Linked DNA regions of Sus scrofa: region 2 is linked to region 1. Evidence: chromatin contacts called from public promoter capture Hi-C data. All regions are on one chromosome and are shown on one strand. The core of a region is the stretch at or near the end of the contact, and the rest is flanking DNA. Distances in the headings are between cores, read along the strand shown. Region 1 holds the start of CTNNA1 (catenin alpha-1). Region 2 holds the start of SIL1 (nucleotide exchange factor SIL1).

The links. Promoter capture Hi-C pulls out the DNA fragments that hold promoters and counts their contacts.
Region 2: a promoter capture Hi-C map of fetal skeletal muscle shows a contact between it and region 1, with 4 times the contacts expected there. The contact joins the promoter of SIL1 here to the promoter of CTNNA1 in region 1. A contact is called at or near these places in 1 of 5 promoter capture datasets (fetal skeletal muscle) and 1 of 47 Hi-C or Micro-C datasets (heart right ventricle).

Annotation. Positions count from the first base shown.
Region 1 is chr2:140,679,482-140,687,350 of Sscrofa11.1, reverse strand. It overlaps CTNNA1 (catenin alpha-1), which reads right to left and starts at 4,575. Exons shown (of 18, transcript XM_003123988.6): 1 at 4,431-4,575.
Region 2 is chr2:141,113,239-141,121,107 of Sscrofa11.1, reverse strand. SIL1 (nucleotide exchange factor SIL1) reads left to right here and starts at 2,907. Exons shown (of 10, transcript XM_021084842.1): 1 at 2,907-3,133.

The DNA of each region.
Region 1 (7,869 bases), core at 3,326-5,825:
CACTATGGTGCAACAAGATGAGCAGGTCTCCGCAGCTCCAGGAAACAAATGAGATCCCCGGCCCAGCACAGAAGGTCAAAGGTTCTGGTGTTAGCGCGGCTGCAGCAGAGGTCGCAACCGTGGCTCAGATCTGACCCCTGGCCCAGGCAGCCAAAAGAAACAAGACAATGCTCTGGATTCTCAGAATAAAAACTGAAGGGAACGGACAAGTGCGCAGAGACGGCTAAGGGACAGAGATGGATTTCTGGAGTACTGATACTTTTCTGTTTCTTGATCTGGATGGTGGCTATGCGTGGTGTTCACTCAAATAATTCATTAAACAAGTTCTCTAATTTGAGCACTTTTCTCCATGCACATTATACTTTAATTTTTTAAAGTTTTATTTAAAATAGGAGTTCCCTGACTCAGAAGTAACAAATCCGACTAGTATTCACGAGGATGTGGGTTCAATCCCTGGCTTGGCTCAGTGGCTAAGGAATCCAGCATTGCCGTGAGCTGAAGCATAGGTCCCAAACTCAGCTGAGACCCTGTGTTGCTGTGGCCATGCTGTAGGCTGGCAGTGCAGCTCCCATTTGACCCCTAGCCTGGGAACTTCCATATGCTATGGGTGTGGCTCTAAAAAAAATAAAAAATAGGAGTTCCCATCACGACTCAGAGGAAATGAATCTGACTATATCCACAAGGACGCAGGTTTGATCCTTGGCCTCACTCAGTGGGTTAAGGATCCGTCTCGCCACAAGGTGCAGCATAGGTCACAAATGTGGCTCAGAATCCAGTATAGCTGTGGCTGTGGTGGAAGCCTGCAGCTTCGATTCAATTCCTAGCCTGGAAACTTCCATATGCCAAAGGTAAGGCCATAAAAAGGGGGGGGTATTTAAGAAATCACCAGTTAGGATGAAGTCATCCATAAGAAATTTACCTAAGGACATTAAAGATGCTACCACAGAATATGTACAAGGTACCCAAGAAACACTGAGATCCAAACTAAAGCCCAGAGTCAGTGACGTCTAAGGTGGGTTTTAAAAAATTTGTTTGTCAGATGGATGAGAAAAAAGTTACTCCTGACAAAAGAAAAAATACGAAAAAGGCACCAAAGCAAACAACACTACAACTTATCCAGAGAACTACAAGTTATTTCAATAATTCAAAGAAGATAATCTAAACTACCATGGAAGGAGTTCCCACCATGGCACAGCAGAAACGAACCCAACCAGGAACCATGAGGTTGCGGGTTCGATTCCTGGCCTCACTCAGTGGGTTAAGGATCTGGCGTTGCTCTGAGCTCTGGTGTAGGTGGCAGACATAGCTCGGATCCCGCATTGCTGTGCCTATGGCATAGGCTGGCAGCTGCAGCTCTGATTAGACCACTAGCCTGGGAACCTCCATATGCCATAGGTGTAGCCCTAAAAAAAAAAAAAAAAAAAAAAAAAAAAAAGCAAAAATAATAATACTGATAAATAAACTACTGTGGAAGCAGAGAGAAGGGCAAAAAGGAATTCATGCTAAGAGGAGAGAGGAAGGAAAGGACTTCATCTGATCAGATCTAGGTTTAAAGAAAGGCTTGGAGATGTCTCTTGGTCCAGTATTCCAGGCCCTCCACTATCTGACTGTCCTCTCATCTGTCAGAGTTCCACTCATAAACCAGACTCCAGAAGAAAAAAGACTCTTTTTATCCTTCATTCAACATGCTTCTATTTTTTTTTTAAACATCTCCAGGCCAGGTACACGCCAAAGGCTAAGGCTATCAGCCTTCAAGGCTCACCTTCTATCAAGAAAGGCCAACAGGCATATCAGTAATAAGATCAAGTGCCATGTACCTGGTGAGAAGAGGTTTGCTACCAGACAGAAAAGTGCTAAGGGGGACTTGAGATATGACTAAAAGCTCATGTAAGTGATGGAATCCAAACTGGGTGTGGGAGCAGAGGAGGAGCAGCAATGAGGAAACAACAAACCAACAGACCCGCCTAGGGCCTAGGCCGCTGCATCCAATCCTTCCCTAAGGCTTATCTCGTTTCTCCAAAGTACAGCTCCCTTTAGCCCCACCACCTCACTCCTACCATCCTCCTGGATCAACCTCCTACTTCTACTAGTGCACAAACACAAGCCTTGCAGGCACCAGCAGGAGTGATCTTCCTAAAAAGGAAATCAGATCTTGAAACTTCCTACAATGGCTTCTCACAGCTCTTAGAATAAAATCCAGGCACGTGACCTGGAGTTCCCTGGCAATCTCATGCCAGGGCTCCTTCCTACCCCCAAAGCATGCATCCAAGCTACACGAACCTTCTCTTAGGTCTCTAAACACAAGGAGTTTTTTGCTATCTCAGGACCTTTAAGATCAGAGGACTCTCCACCACCACCCCCAATATCCAGGTCTGCCTGTCCCGTCACTAACTATTGTTCCTTTTCAGAAATCCCTCAACTCTGCCAGTTACTGCCCATCTCCATATCTAGGTTAGGTCACTTATCTCATTTTGGTCCTGCAGAGTTTGCGAAGCCCCTGGACACTGAAGGAGATCTCTGATGCACAGCTGACCATGTGGGTGAGCTAAGACATCTGCACTCAAAATAGAAGCTTTAGCTTTAGCCCACAAAGTGTTGGACTTCAGCTTACATTTGATGACAGGGAGACTGTACAGAAGTGATCCTCAACCCGGGAGAGGGCACCCCGATCTCTAGGTCACCCCTGGAAAAAGATGTGACTGGTGGTGGGAGAATGATGCCACATCAGTGGTGTGAAGGGCTGAGATACGTTAGAATCTTGGATATAAGTGGTTTGAACAACAACAGAAAGATTAAGAAACAAGAGCCAAAAGTATAAGGAAAACCAGGAGAGATTTATAATCCAATTCCACAAACGCCTTTATGCCCTTTCATGCTTCTTCCCGACAAAACCCCACTGCTGCTCTAACCAGTTCAAATGCCCGTCCCCTCCTGGAAGCCCTCTGGTCTTATCCAAACAAAACTTACTAGATCCCCCTGCACAATTCCACGAGTTTCTCTTATCATTATTATTACGTAAGGTGTGACCCACGCACAAGTTTTTGGTCATTACTGTTGTGGTTCATATCGCCATCGGCCTTGCACTACACCCAAGCTGTGTGTCCCTTCCCTATTACACGGTGGGTTCTTGGGGCAGAGACTATTTCTTAATCAACTGTGGGCCCTTAAGAAAGTGGATAAAAATGATTTTTGTAATTTGATAAAAGTCAGAAAGAGTAAATCACTGGACAAAAGCTATGGATTAAAGTACCACATCCTCACTAAGGTGATTTACAAATCCACACTTTCCTAAAGTGACACACACCTATACAATCTTCAAAAATCACTGCTAAACATACGATCCTCCCATGGAAATGCCTATCCTGTTGCAACAATACAGTGATGTAATCACTTCCTTCAACACACATAAGAAACGCCTTAATAATCTAGAGAGTGAACATACCTTACTCTTTTCTAGATTATTGTAAATTCTGTACAAAGCAAACACCAAAAAATGTTGCAAAGACGCAGAGGGACATAATAGGGTTTCAGTCCTGGATTGGAGCCAACTGCCGCCTGCATTATTGGGAAGCCATTCCTGCCACACCAAGGTTAGTAGGCATTCAGACAACATTTTTTCCAACAAGTGTTTCTCCCTCTCTCTCTCTCCCTTTCTCTCTCTCTCTCCCTCTCCCACACAAACACACCCCTTTAGAAATCAACAAAAAAAAGATTCCAACGTCCCTCGTGCAAACCAGAACTAATTAGAGTTCAGGGCGTCCAATTACACAGCACAGAAGTCCGAGGAATTTCACAACAAAGGTTCACATGTACACGCCAAAAGTCCACACGGGTGTGGCGCCCCTTCCCAGCCAGACTGTGTCCGAGAAAGGGACACGCAAACTCGCACATGCGCTCGGGCCGGGAACGCGAGGGTGCGGGCCCAGCAGCCGCCCCGTCCACCTGACCGGCAAGTTTCGGTGGCGGGGGGAGGGGTGCGATGCCAGAAACCACAGACCTCACTCGCTTCCCCGGAAAACGCAACGCCGCCGCCCGCCCGCCCGCGGAACCACGCACGGACTCTTGCCCTCGAGGAAGGCGGCCGAGCGGGCTCAGCGCGGGCCTGGCGCGCGCACCGAGGCTACTCGAACAAAGTTTCCAAGCCCGGAGAAACTTTCCCGAGAGCAGGCGCCGCGGCGGCGCGGGGCCTGCCGCTCGCGCTGCTCCGGCCGCCGCGGGCCCTCAACTTCCCGAGCGCCAGTAAGCGCCGGCCCCGCCCGCTCCACCAGGGCCCAGGCCCGGGGCCCCGCGGCGAGAGCGGGCCGGAGGCCGCAGCGGCGCCCACCCGGAGCCCGAGGCCAGGCGGGGTCGCAAAGGGGACCGCCCGGGCCGCCCGCCCGAGGAGCCCCCTGCCCAGCGAGGGGCGCCCACACCCGCGCGAAGGCAATTACCTGCGGCGAGCGAGGCGAGGCAGGAAGATTCCCGAGGCCCGAAGCCAACGGCCGCCGCTTTGTCTGCCCCTGTCCGGCTCCAGGGAGGAAATGGGCCGCCCGGCGCCCCCGCCCCGCGTCCCGGGCCCCGCCCGCCCTTCCCGGCACCTCCCTCCGGCGCGCTCTTCCCGGCGCCTCCCGCTGCCACCCCGCTGGCCAGGGTGGCCCCTGACCCGGAGCGCCTGGTCCGCCAGGCCCGGACCCCCCAGAGGCCCTCTTGCTCTCTGCCCCTGACCCTCGAGGTTCTTCTTGCCAAGCCCCTAGTGGGCACTCTGGCCGGGAGAGACCCCCACCCCCGAGCGGAGGGAGGAGCGCGGGTGCCTGGAACAGCCCGCCAGCTGGGGAGGGCAGGTGAGTCAGCGCGCGGCGCACAGGTGAGTCTCCGGGCACCGCCCGCTCTGGCCCCACCTCCCGCTGATGCCCCTGGGACCCGGCGGCCCGGCGGCGCAGACTTCCGAGTGCCACAGGTGTTCCCGGGGCACAGGCTTCCAGAAAAGAGCTCCAGGCCCATTCCCTGGCTTTACGGAAGGAAAAACTGAAGCCTCACACCTTGAGGCAGAGTGCAACTCGAATCCAATTCCAGGGACCTCATAATGTGCGATGGGAAAGCCTCCTAGCAATCACCCAACTCAGCCGGTCGCTTGACAGATGGGTAAACCCAACAGCCTTCCTGATGGAGAACAAGAGGCTTGTGACAGGAGCATCACCTCCTGAGATTGTCCCCCTCCCCACACACGCACATTTGAAGGACCTGGCTTCTATCCCTATCCCTCTGGCCATTTAGGGAATTTCATTCCCACTCTTCCTTCCTTATCTTTCTACTGAACGCTCCCCCCAAAAACCACAAAACAAAACCAAAAATACTACACTCTCAGTCTGGTATGACTTCCTTCTCCATCATGGGATGACGAACGAGTTGATTTCTGCACTGGTCTATTAAGTCCAAAATTATGCATGACAGCAGTATCCACTGTTCGTTTTGGGCTGAGCTCTGAACAGGGTGCTAGGGAGACCTGCCCTCAGCATGTTTACCTTTTTCTACTCAAATCTCCCTTTCCCAGGAAATGCAAACTCCTGGAGGGCAGCAGCTGTATCTCCTACAGCACCCAGCACAAGGCTCATCCCCTAGGCGGGGCCCAGTTACTCTCTGTAGGTGCAAGTGCCCACTGTAACCTTAATGAGGCCATTCTTGTCCAGCCACAGTCCATGCTGTTTCCATCTTCAGAGCTTTTGCTCCTGTGGTCTCCCCTACATGGAGTGGCTGTGGCTTCCTCCAGCTACACTTAGCTACCTTAGAACATAGTATTCAATCAATAAATACTTGTTTGAACTAACAAAAGACATAGTTAAAGGATTATGCTCCATAATTTTGTATACTCATCTCTTCACTCAAGTACCAGCTACTCAATTTATGATGCCCCTTGTTGAAAAATTACTAACAGGTTTTCAGTTTTTTGTTTTTTTTTTTTTTTTTTTCATTTGATGCCCACACTCACAGCTTGTCAAATCTCCCAGGCCAAGAATGCAGCCTGAGTCACAGCTGTGACCTATACCGAAGCTGTGGCAACACAGGATCCTTGAACACACTGCACCTCTGCAGTGACCCAAGCTGCTGCAGTTGAATTCTGAACCCACTGTGCCACAATGGGAACTCCAAAAATTGCTAACAATTTTAAGATAGCAGCAATGGAATATTAAACCAAGCAGGCCCCTGAACCCCACCCCCAGAGACGAAGTGATTATGGCTCCATAGTCTCCAGCTCCAGAGTCTCTAGAGCCCTGCCTGGCGAAAAACAAAGGGCGATCAGACCCCAGAGAACCTGTCAAACTCTCTGGCCCCAGGGCCTGCCAACCTGGCTGGAAATGTTTGTCAGAGGCTGAAGGCACACCTGTGTCCCCTCCCTGAGGTGCGGCAGTCAGGACACGAGGGCAGAGGCGTCCTAAATGGGATTTGTGCCCTGACAAAGGCAGCCGCAGAGATAGCCCTTGCCCCTTCTGCTGTGTAAGGACACAGCAAGAAGGCCTGACCATGAGCCAGGAAGAGAGCTCTTACCAGAGTAGGATGAGGCAGGGGCCTGGATCTTGGACTTTCCAGCCTCCAGAACTGTGAGAAAGAAATTTCTGGTTGTCACAAGCTCCTCATTCTGTGGTGGTTTTGTACTCAGGCTTTGGGAGCCCGAACAGACCCTCAACAGGCCCTAAAGATGAAAGTGGGGATTTGTTTGAGGAAAGGAAGGATCAGGGGACAAAAAAAGTGTGATGATGGTAGTTCCTGTTGTGGCTCAGCAGTTAACAAACCTGACTAGCATCCATGAGGAAGTGGGTTCAGTCCCTGGCCTCATTCAGTGGGTTAAGGATCTGGCATTGCTTTGAGCTGTGGTGTAATTTGCAGATGTAGCTCGGATCCCGAGTTGCTATGGTTGTGGTGTAGGAATCTATGGCTCTGATTCAATCCCTAACCTGGGAATCTCCATATGCCGTGGGTACGGCCTTAAAAAGACAAAAAGACCAAAAAAAAAAGTATATGAAAAGGCAAAACTACGGAAACAGTAAAAAGATCAGAGAGGGGTTCCCACTGTGGTACAGTGGGTTAACAATCCAACCACAGTGGCTTGGCTCGCTGCAGAGGCAGGGATTCAACCCCCAGGCCCAGCGCAGTAAGTTACAAAGGATCTGGTGTTGCCGCAAGTGTGGTGTAGGCCACATCTGCAGCTCGGACTCAGTCCCTGGCCTGGAAACTTCCACAGGCTGAAGGTATGGCCAGTAAAAAAAAATAAATGAACAAATGAGTGGCTGCCAGGAGCTGGGTGAAGGAGGGAGGCATGACTGGGTGGAGCACTGGGGAAGGTGGGGGCAGAGACATGATATCATCCACATGGCCCATCACCTGTAACAAGTGTGCTACCCTAATGCAAGACGTTAATGTGAAAAAGTCTGGTTAGGGAGCGCTCCATGGGGACTGTCTATACTTTGCCCTCACATTTTCTGTAAACCTAAAACTGTTCTAAAAAATAATGTATTGGAGTTCCCATTGTGGCGCAGTGGTTAACGAATCCGACTAGAAACCATGAGGTTGCGGGTTCGGTCCCTGCCCTTGCTCAGTGGGTTAACGATCCGGGGTTGCCGTGAGCTGTGGTGTAGGTCGCAGATGCGGCTTGGATCCCGCGTTACTGTGGCTCTGGCTGTAGGCCGGTGGCTACAGCTCCGATTCAACCCCTAGCCTGGGAACCTCCATATGCCGCGGGAGCGGCCCAAAAAATAGCAACAACAACAAAAATAAATAAATAAATAAAATAAAAATAAAAAAATAAAAAATAATGTATTAATCAAAAAAGAAAAGAGAGGGAGTTCCCATTGTGGCTCAGTGGTAATGAACCCAACTAATATCCACGAGGTTGTG
Region 2 (7,869 bases), core at 1,658-4,157, 440 kb before region 1:
TGTTGCTGCTGTTTCTTGGGCTGCTCCCGCGGCATATGGAGGTTCCCAGGCTAGGGGTTGAATCGGAGCTGTAGCCACTGGCCTACGCCAGAGCCACAGCAACGTGGGATCCGAGCCACGTCTGCAACCTACACCACAGCTCACGGCAACGCCGGATCATTAACCCACTGAGCAAGGGCAGGGACCGAACCCGCAACCTCATGGTTCCTAGTCGGATTTGTTAACCACTGCGCCATGATGGGAACTCCTAAAAGGAAAATTTTTTTTTTTTTTTGGTCTTTTTGCGTTTTCTACGGCTGCTCTCTCGGCATATGGAGGTTCCCAGGCTAGGGGTCTAATCGGAGCCGTAGCTGCCGGCCTACGCCAGAGCCGCAGCAACTCGGGATCCGAACCGCGTTTGCAACCTACACTACAGCTCATGGCAATGCCGGATCCTTAACCCACTGAGCAAGGCCAGGGATCGAACCCGCAACCTCATGGTTCCTAGTCGGATTCATTAACCACTGCGCCACAACGGGAACTCCTTTAAAAGGAAATTTAAAACTTATTTCTGCTCAATTCCAAGAGTAATACAGGGAAACAAAGAGAAGAGACCACTGTGATCCCATCACTCAATCTGATCCCTGGATTTCAAACTCTCCACTTTCACAGTGATCCACTTTGTTTAAGGGCCGTGAGAACAGCGGCAGTCTGTTTAGGCCTCACCACACACACTGATTTTTAGCAGCTCAGTAGACTTGAGCTCAGGGCTGGCTCCCCTGGGAATGTAGGGTTCTCAGTAGCGCCTTTAAGTTTTCGAGGATCGAGGGGCACAAAATTTCTCTTCCCTACCCACTTGAGCTGATTAGATCTGTCCCAAGAAGGAAGTCAGGCTCCAGTGAGTGCTGCCAGCTGTGTCCAGTTGGACTCTTCTCTTGGCTCATGCATTTATTTATTAATTCTAAGATTTGAGCTTATTCTATTTTAAACATCTTATTTTTGTAGCACTTTATTAACATCTTAAAAAAAAATTTTTTTTTATGGCTGCGTGCATGGCACATGGAAGTTCCCAGGCCAGGGACTGAGTTTGAGGCGCAGTTGTGACCTAAGCTGCAGCTGCAGCAATGCCAGATCCTTTAACCCACTGCTCCAGGCGAGGAATCAAACCTATGCCTCCACAGTGACCTGGGCCGCTGCAGTTGCAGTTGGGTTGTTTTTTTTGGTTTGTTTGTTTTGCTTTTTAGGGCTGCACTCATGGCATTTGGAAGTTCCCAGGCAAGGGACTGAATCAGAGCTACAGCTGGTGGCCTACACCACATGGCAACACGGATCCTTAAACCACTGAGCAAGGCCGGATTAAACCTGCATCTTCATGGATCCTAGTCAGGTTCATTACCACTGAGCCATGATGGGAACTCCTGTATTTGGATTCTTAACCCACTGTACCACAGGAACTCCGATTAGTATCTTTATAATTTGTGTCACTCTGAATTGTAATTTACATGTTGCTTTTGCAACGTATCCCTGATGCAATAGATATCTGTTGCTTTATCATCTGTCCTCATGATGCTAGGCAGTGACCCAATCTAGAATTATTCCTCGGCCCAGCTACTGTCACTGGTCCACTGGGTGTTCCACGGGAAATGTGAACTGTTCCCTGTCCTTTCTCCCCAGTGGCAGAAGAATGTCTCTTGTAGGTCTTTTTAATAAACTGGCACTACCTACTGAACTGTTACCCAGGGGCTTGTTCTCCCTTCCCAGGCTACTAACCAAACTTCGTTCATGGTTGCAAAGCCAAGCTCCCACCTGCTTGAAGTAAACGCAATAAAAAAGGTAGATTAACTGCTGGAAGCTCACATAATACGTGGAAAGGGAAAGGAATACCAAACATAGGTTTTTTGTTTGCTCTTGTTTAAATTATCCTTTTTTCCACTTTTTTCTTTTCCTTTTTATGGCCTCACCTGCAGCATATGGAAGTTCCCAGGCTAGGGGTCAAACCCGAGCTGCAGCTGAGGCCTATGCCACAGTCATGGCAACATCAATCCCAGCGGTAGCTGAGGTCTATACTGCAGCTTGCAGCAATGCCAGATCCTTAACCACTGAGTAAGGCCAGGGATTGAACCTGCATCATCACAGACATGTCACTGTTGGGGTCCTTAATCCTCTGAGCCACAATGGGAACTCCCCCTTTTCTCCACTTCTGAAGGACCTGCAATCACTGGGTCTGGACTCTGACTGAGCACCCCATTTTTCCTGCCAGGTTAAGCGCCTAGGCAAGGGGAAGGTCTAACAGGATCAGAGAACAGGACTTTTGCAGGCACCCAAATCTGGCATAAATTCCCAGTTCTACCGCTTTTGGACTGTACAAACTTCACTTAAGTCCTTCAACTTATTGAATCTCAGCTTCCCCATCTATAAAAAGGGGATAACAGTTCTGATCTTAAAGCGTCATGAGAAGGAAATATAATGTATTTGCAACACCTGGCATGTATAAATAAGCTACTCAGTGCTTTGAGCTGAATTAGAGCTGCAGGTGACTTTTATTTTTAAAATAATTGGTCCTTGTCAATTCGCACAATACATAAGTATATAAAGTAGGTGACTTGCAGGTGGCCTATTCTGCATGAATTTTCTAAGGACTATTTATTGCTTGAGACTCAGCTTTATCCCAACTGAGTCATACCAGTTTGATCTATTTTTATTTCCTACCACCTCTGGTTTCTTTCTGATGATCTTTCCGCTAGAAAAAAGTTAAGCTGTTGGGAAATCAGAGATGAAACTTCAAAGTTCCACTCTGTTCTACCTTGGAAGCAAATCCAGGCCTGCGGGTACCTGTTTTAGATGTCTCTCACACCGGCGGAAGGATACTGGGCCGAATAAGTTTCAGGAGGTTTGCTCATGTAGACGCTAGGGGGCGGGACTTAACAAGCCGGAGAGGAGCCGGGCTCAGCACCTCGAGTGCCGGAAGAGGAGTGGGGCTGCCGCGGTTCTGGAAGAAGACAATTGGGCGAGGAAGCCAGTGACGTAATAGCCGGGCGCGCGCAAGTTCTGACCGTGGCCGCCGCGTCTGCGCACGGGGAGCTGGTTGCCGCTGCGGCCGCCTGGAATTGTGGGGTTTGTGTCTGCCCCTCGGCTGCCGGGCGGGGAGCCGCAGGTAGGGGCGGTGAGGGCCGCCCGGCCCTGGGCCGCGGCTGGGTGCCCAGCGCGCTGCCAGTGCTGTTCCGGGGCTCCCACCCCTCACACGTGGTGTCTCCCGAGCGGGAAGTACAAGTGGGCTCCGGCCTCCTCAGTAGTGGTGGCAGACCTGGCTTCTCAGCCCGAGGGCCGCTTTCCCTACCTCTCCCACTCAGAACGCCTGCAGTGATCCTGCTTCAAGGCCAGGAGAGGAAGCCGCGGGGGTCCGAACCTGACTGTGGGGTCCTCATCTCTTTTAGTTCCTTTCTTTGGGCCTCAGTTTCTGCATCTGTCCACCAGCTCCAGTGTTGCCATTCTGGTGTCTCTTTACCATATGGAATTGCGTCCTACCTCGCGTCGTATTTCCACTCTTGTCTTGAGTTTTCCTTTGCCTTGGTAGACGAAATACTTCCCTTTACCGTAGGGGTTACAGACTTTGGTGTGTTTCAAATCACCTAGGCGGTTGGGCCTATTCCTGGGTTTTACGCACAGGAGTTTTGTATAAACCGGGGTTGGCGCCTACACTCCGCCCCAGGGGGTTCCGATTCAGGTCCTCTTTCCTCGCCTTGAAATTATCTGCTTCAAAAGGCAAGCGAAAATCAGTTGAAATTTGTGCCCCAATTTAGGGGCTGTAGGTGGAAAAGACAAGGAGTCAGGAAATGCCCAACATGTGTGAGGTCATTGGGGCTTCCTTTGCACAATGGGAGCTAGAGGACTTTTGGCTGCCTTAAAAAATAATAAGTGTGACTCATGTAAGATTAGTTTTCTAATAAATATTTTAAAATACGTGGCCTCGATTTAAGTCCCTCTGGCTTTCTGGCCTAAAATAACTTCTCTGGAGGATTGAGGAGGTTGGATTAAACCTAGACTAGGTAGGCTTTAAAAGAAGGCGTCTTCCATGTTTTTTAGGAGAAGAAACTGATGTTTATAAAGACAGTGTTCGTTTTGACAATATGAAAGATGTGTTTTGTAGCTCGTGTCTTCTTAGCTGTCCCCACGCAAGTCTTTTCTGAGATTTTTTCAAATAGCCAGATTTGGAGATTGGATAGGATTTTGATGGGAGCCAGGGTGTGAGGACATCAAAATGGATGTTTGTGTAGCATGGATCAGGCCTTGGTCTGTGGTTTCAGCTGAGAACATGGCTCTTGGTTTTAAAAGTGTTGCCACATCAGATTTATTTTAACTTTTCCTTTGGGTGTTTAGAAGATTAATCTGCTAATTAATACATGTGTTGTTCTGATGAAATTGGCAACAGAAAAGAGCTATTGTGCCCATTTTACAGATACTGGGAATGGGGAATATGTTCGTAGTGATGTGGTCCCAGGAATGAGGTTGCCTTGTCCTCTGATTATTGCCTCCTTCCCCCTCCCAGCCGTCCTTGAACTCCAGCTATTACTTGCTTAAATGCAGAGGCCAATTTTGAGCCCCTGTGTTTTGCATTGGCAGGAGAAAAGGTTAATTAAGTGAAACTGAAAAGTAACCAAAAGGGTTCAAAATAAAACATGCCAGAACTTAATTCTCAGTGAGTGTTGGTCTCCTTTGGAATGGTGTGTGTAAGAGTAAATGGTGGGGGTTGAGGGGTGGAGAGTGGCATCACTTAAGTGATAGGGCCTTTGTCCTAAGCAGGCTTTTCGTTTTTTGGGTTTTTTTTTGTTACTGTTTTTGTCTTTTTAGGGCCGCACCTGCGTCAGGTGGAAGTTCCCAGGCTAGGGGCTGAGTCCGAACTGTGGCTGCCTGCCTATGCCACGGCCACAGCCCCGCCAGATCTGAGCTGCATCTTTGACCTATGCCATAGCTCATGGCAACACTGGTCCCTTAACCCACTGAGCGAGGCCAGGGATCGAACCTGCATCCTCCAGGAGACTGTGTTGAATTCTTAACTTGCTGAGCCACAATGGCAACACCTGTCTAAAGCCAGTTTTGAAAATTATCTCTGAAATTGTCTTCGCAGATGTTTTTGAACCATATGAGAGATCACTTTCATTAGTACATGATACTGTACTGTTTCATTTTTTTAAAACCCCAAATGGAACGGTTAAGCTACCTTGTCCCCTGACTTTGTCTTCAGATGAGTTAACAGTTCATTTAAAGTGAACCCAATGGGTTTTTTGGTGTGTGGTGAACATGAGTTTTGATTCTATCACTTATAAGCCATATGACCTTGGACAAGTTTTTCACTTTTTAGGCTGAGTTTTCCCCTGTATAAAAACAGGAGTAATACTTTGAAGAGTGGTTATATGAGATAAGACACATGAGACCTCTTGGGATGCAGGATTGCAATAACTGTTTTCACCCTCAATGAAGATTTGCTATTAATGAGAATATTAAAAAAGACATCAAGGAGTTCCTATTGTGGCCCCCAGCCTGGGAACTTCTGTATGCTGCAGGTGTTCCCCCCTCCTGCCCCCCAAAAAAAGAAGAAAGAAAAAAAAAGATATCATAGTCTCTAAAGGCAAGTTATTTCAAATAGGTGGATGTCTTCTTATTGTCATTCATTATGTTTGTAGGTTTATGCTCTGACTTTCTCATCCTGCCTTCTTTTTCTTCATTCGTTTTCTGTCCTTTCTTAAGTAAAGCTGCGTGACAGAGGCTCTCTCCCAGTCTTACAGAGTAAGCCTCTTTTCAGGAAAGCTAATCTAAACATTCTTACACTGCTGGCTCCATTGGTTGTAGATTCCTGGGGGTTTTTCTCGGGCCTCAGCTGGTGCTTAGATCACGCTCAGTGGCACAGGCATCTCTAACTTCTGGATTTGGTGTCAATTTGGAGACCTGCCCTTGTGGAGCTAATCTTTTCTCTTTCTGAGTGAGGATGAACGCTTTATCCTTCTCTGAGTCCGTTTTAAGCCGCAAGCCTTAGTTTTCCATAGCATAGAGCTTCTTATTTTAATTATACGGGATTTAAAGAAAGAATTTCTTGCCTTTTTCTTCATTTACTTTCACAAAGGGTTTTGCTACTGAGAAGAGGGGGAGAATAACCTGTTATCATTCAGGTGGGCCTTTAGGTAACCCCGGATTCCTAGCTTCAACCGTAATAATTTGTGTTTGGGATAAAAACCTCTTGAAAGATTCAGGCTGATCAGGACACATGTGAGGAACCTGCTAAAATTTGCCTGATGTGTGACGCGTTTATACCTGACATCCTCACTTGTGTGCTTTTCTGCCTTGGAGACAGTGAGAATCCTGCAGCAACTGAATGTGTTTGGCACAGACTTACAGTTCCTTCAGGTTCCACCAGGCAGCTCATAGACCAGGGTGGGTTTGTGTGGGCTGGCTGTGTCTGCGCACCTTCTCCTGATTGTGCCCTAGGCGCTGTTTGAGGCACTGAGAAGTGGCTGCTGTAACAGAATACCTTAGACAGGGTGGTTTAAATAACATTTATTTCCCACAGCTCTGGAGGCTGGAAGTGCAAGATCAGGGTGCCAGTATGATCAGTTTCTTGCAGAAACTGGGCCAGGCCTTTGGACATCAAATCAAGTGTTTCTCAATCTTTTGGGCCTTTCCCCCATTTTTTTTTTTTTTTTTTTTTTTTTTTTTTTTGCCTCACCTGCAGCACGTGTAAGTTCTCAGGCTAGGCATAGACCCTGCATCGCACCTGCGCCACAGCAATGCTGGATCCTTAACCCGCTGTGTCACAAGGGAACTTTCTCATCACCTTTTGAAATTTTTTTTTTCCTGATTGCACCCCATCTCCCCACAATAGAATTTCAGTATCACAGATATACTGTGTGTCTGTTTATGTACTGTGGCCTTTTGGAGGGCCACAAACTGTTGTGATAGCTAAGATTTTTCTTCCCTAAAAATCAGTTTTCACCCCCTTGGGAGTGATTTTGCCCTCATTGAGAATGTGTGGTCTTATCTTTTATTCTCTCACTGAAATAGTCATCAAGGCTTGTTTTCTGTCTAGAGGTTCCAGCAATTGCTATAAGCTTTTTCAGTACCTCAAACATCAAACTAGTAAAAGCAGGAGAAGATTATCTCATCCAGTCCTCATATCAACCTTGTAAGGTAGTTGGTATTATCCCCATGTTACAGATGAAGTAACTGAGGCTGAGGTTAAGAGATTTGATCAAGGTCACAAGGTTTGGAGCAGCCAATCTGTAAATCCAGTTCTGACTCCAGAGTCCAGTGCTATTTCTCTTGCACTGTGCTGCCCACCTCCACCCCTCAAGAGTCTGCAGTCATTAGTAGGATATTTGACCATTCAGCTTATTTTCTCAAGGCCCAGTTGGATGCCAGGTCCAGTGAAAAATGTCAAGGATGCGAAAGTGAAAGCGAGTTCCTGCTATTGAAGAGATCACTGAGTTTTCCCAGATGGGAGATGCCTTAGTGATAGCGCCTTTGTTATTCATTCCTTTTGGGGCCTCTTATGCAATGGCTGGCTGTAGCTAATGGGGTCATGGAAAGATTTGAACTAGTTGGCCTTTTTAGAAGGGTCAAAGCTGTGGATTTGGCCTTACTAGTTCCATATGCCAACCAGCAGAGCAGTTTCTAATCACTGAGCATGTTGTGTGCAGGCTGTTACCAAAAAGGCGTAGCAGGCCCAGTAAACTCCTTGGCGATTAGATATCTGAGCATGAGGATTAGTAAGAATGACAATTCTGCTTTGCTTACGGATATTCCTAACAATTCAGAGCAGAAGTTGTTTGTCTATTTCTGGGGTTATTCCATGTTGTCTCCCTCAAAGCCTAATGATGTTAAGAGAGTTGGAGAAGAAAT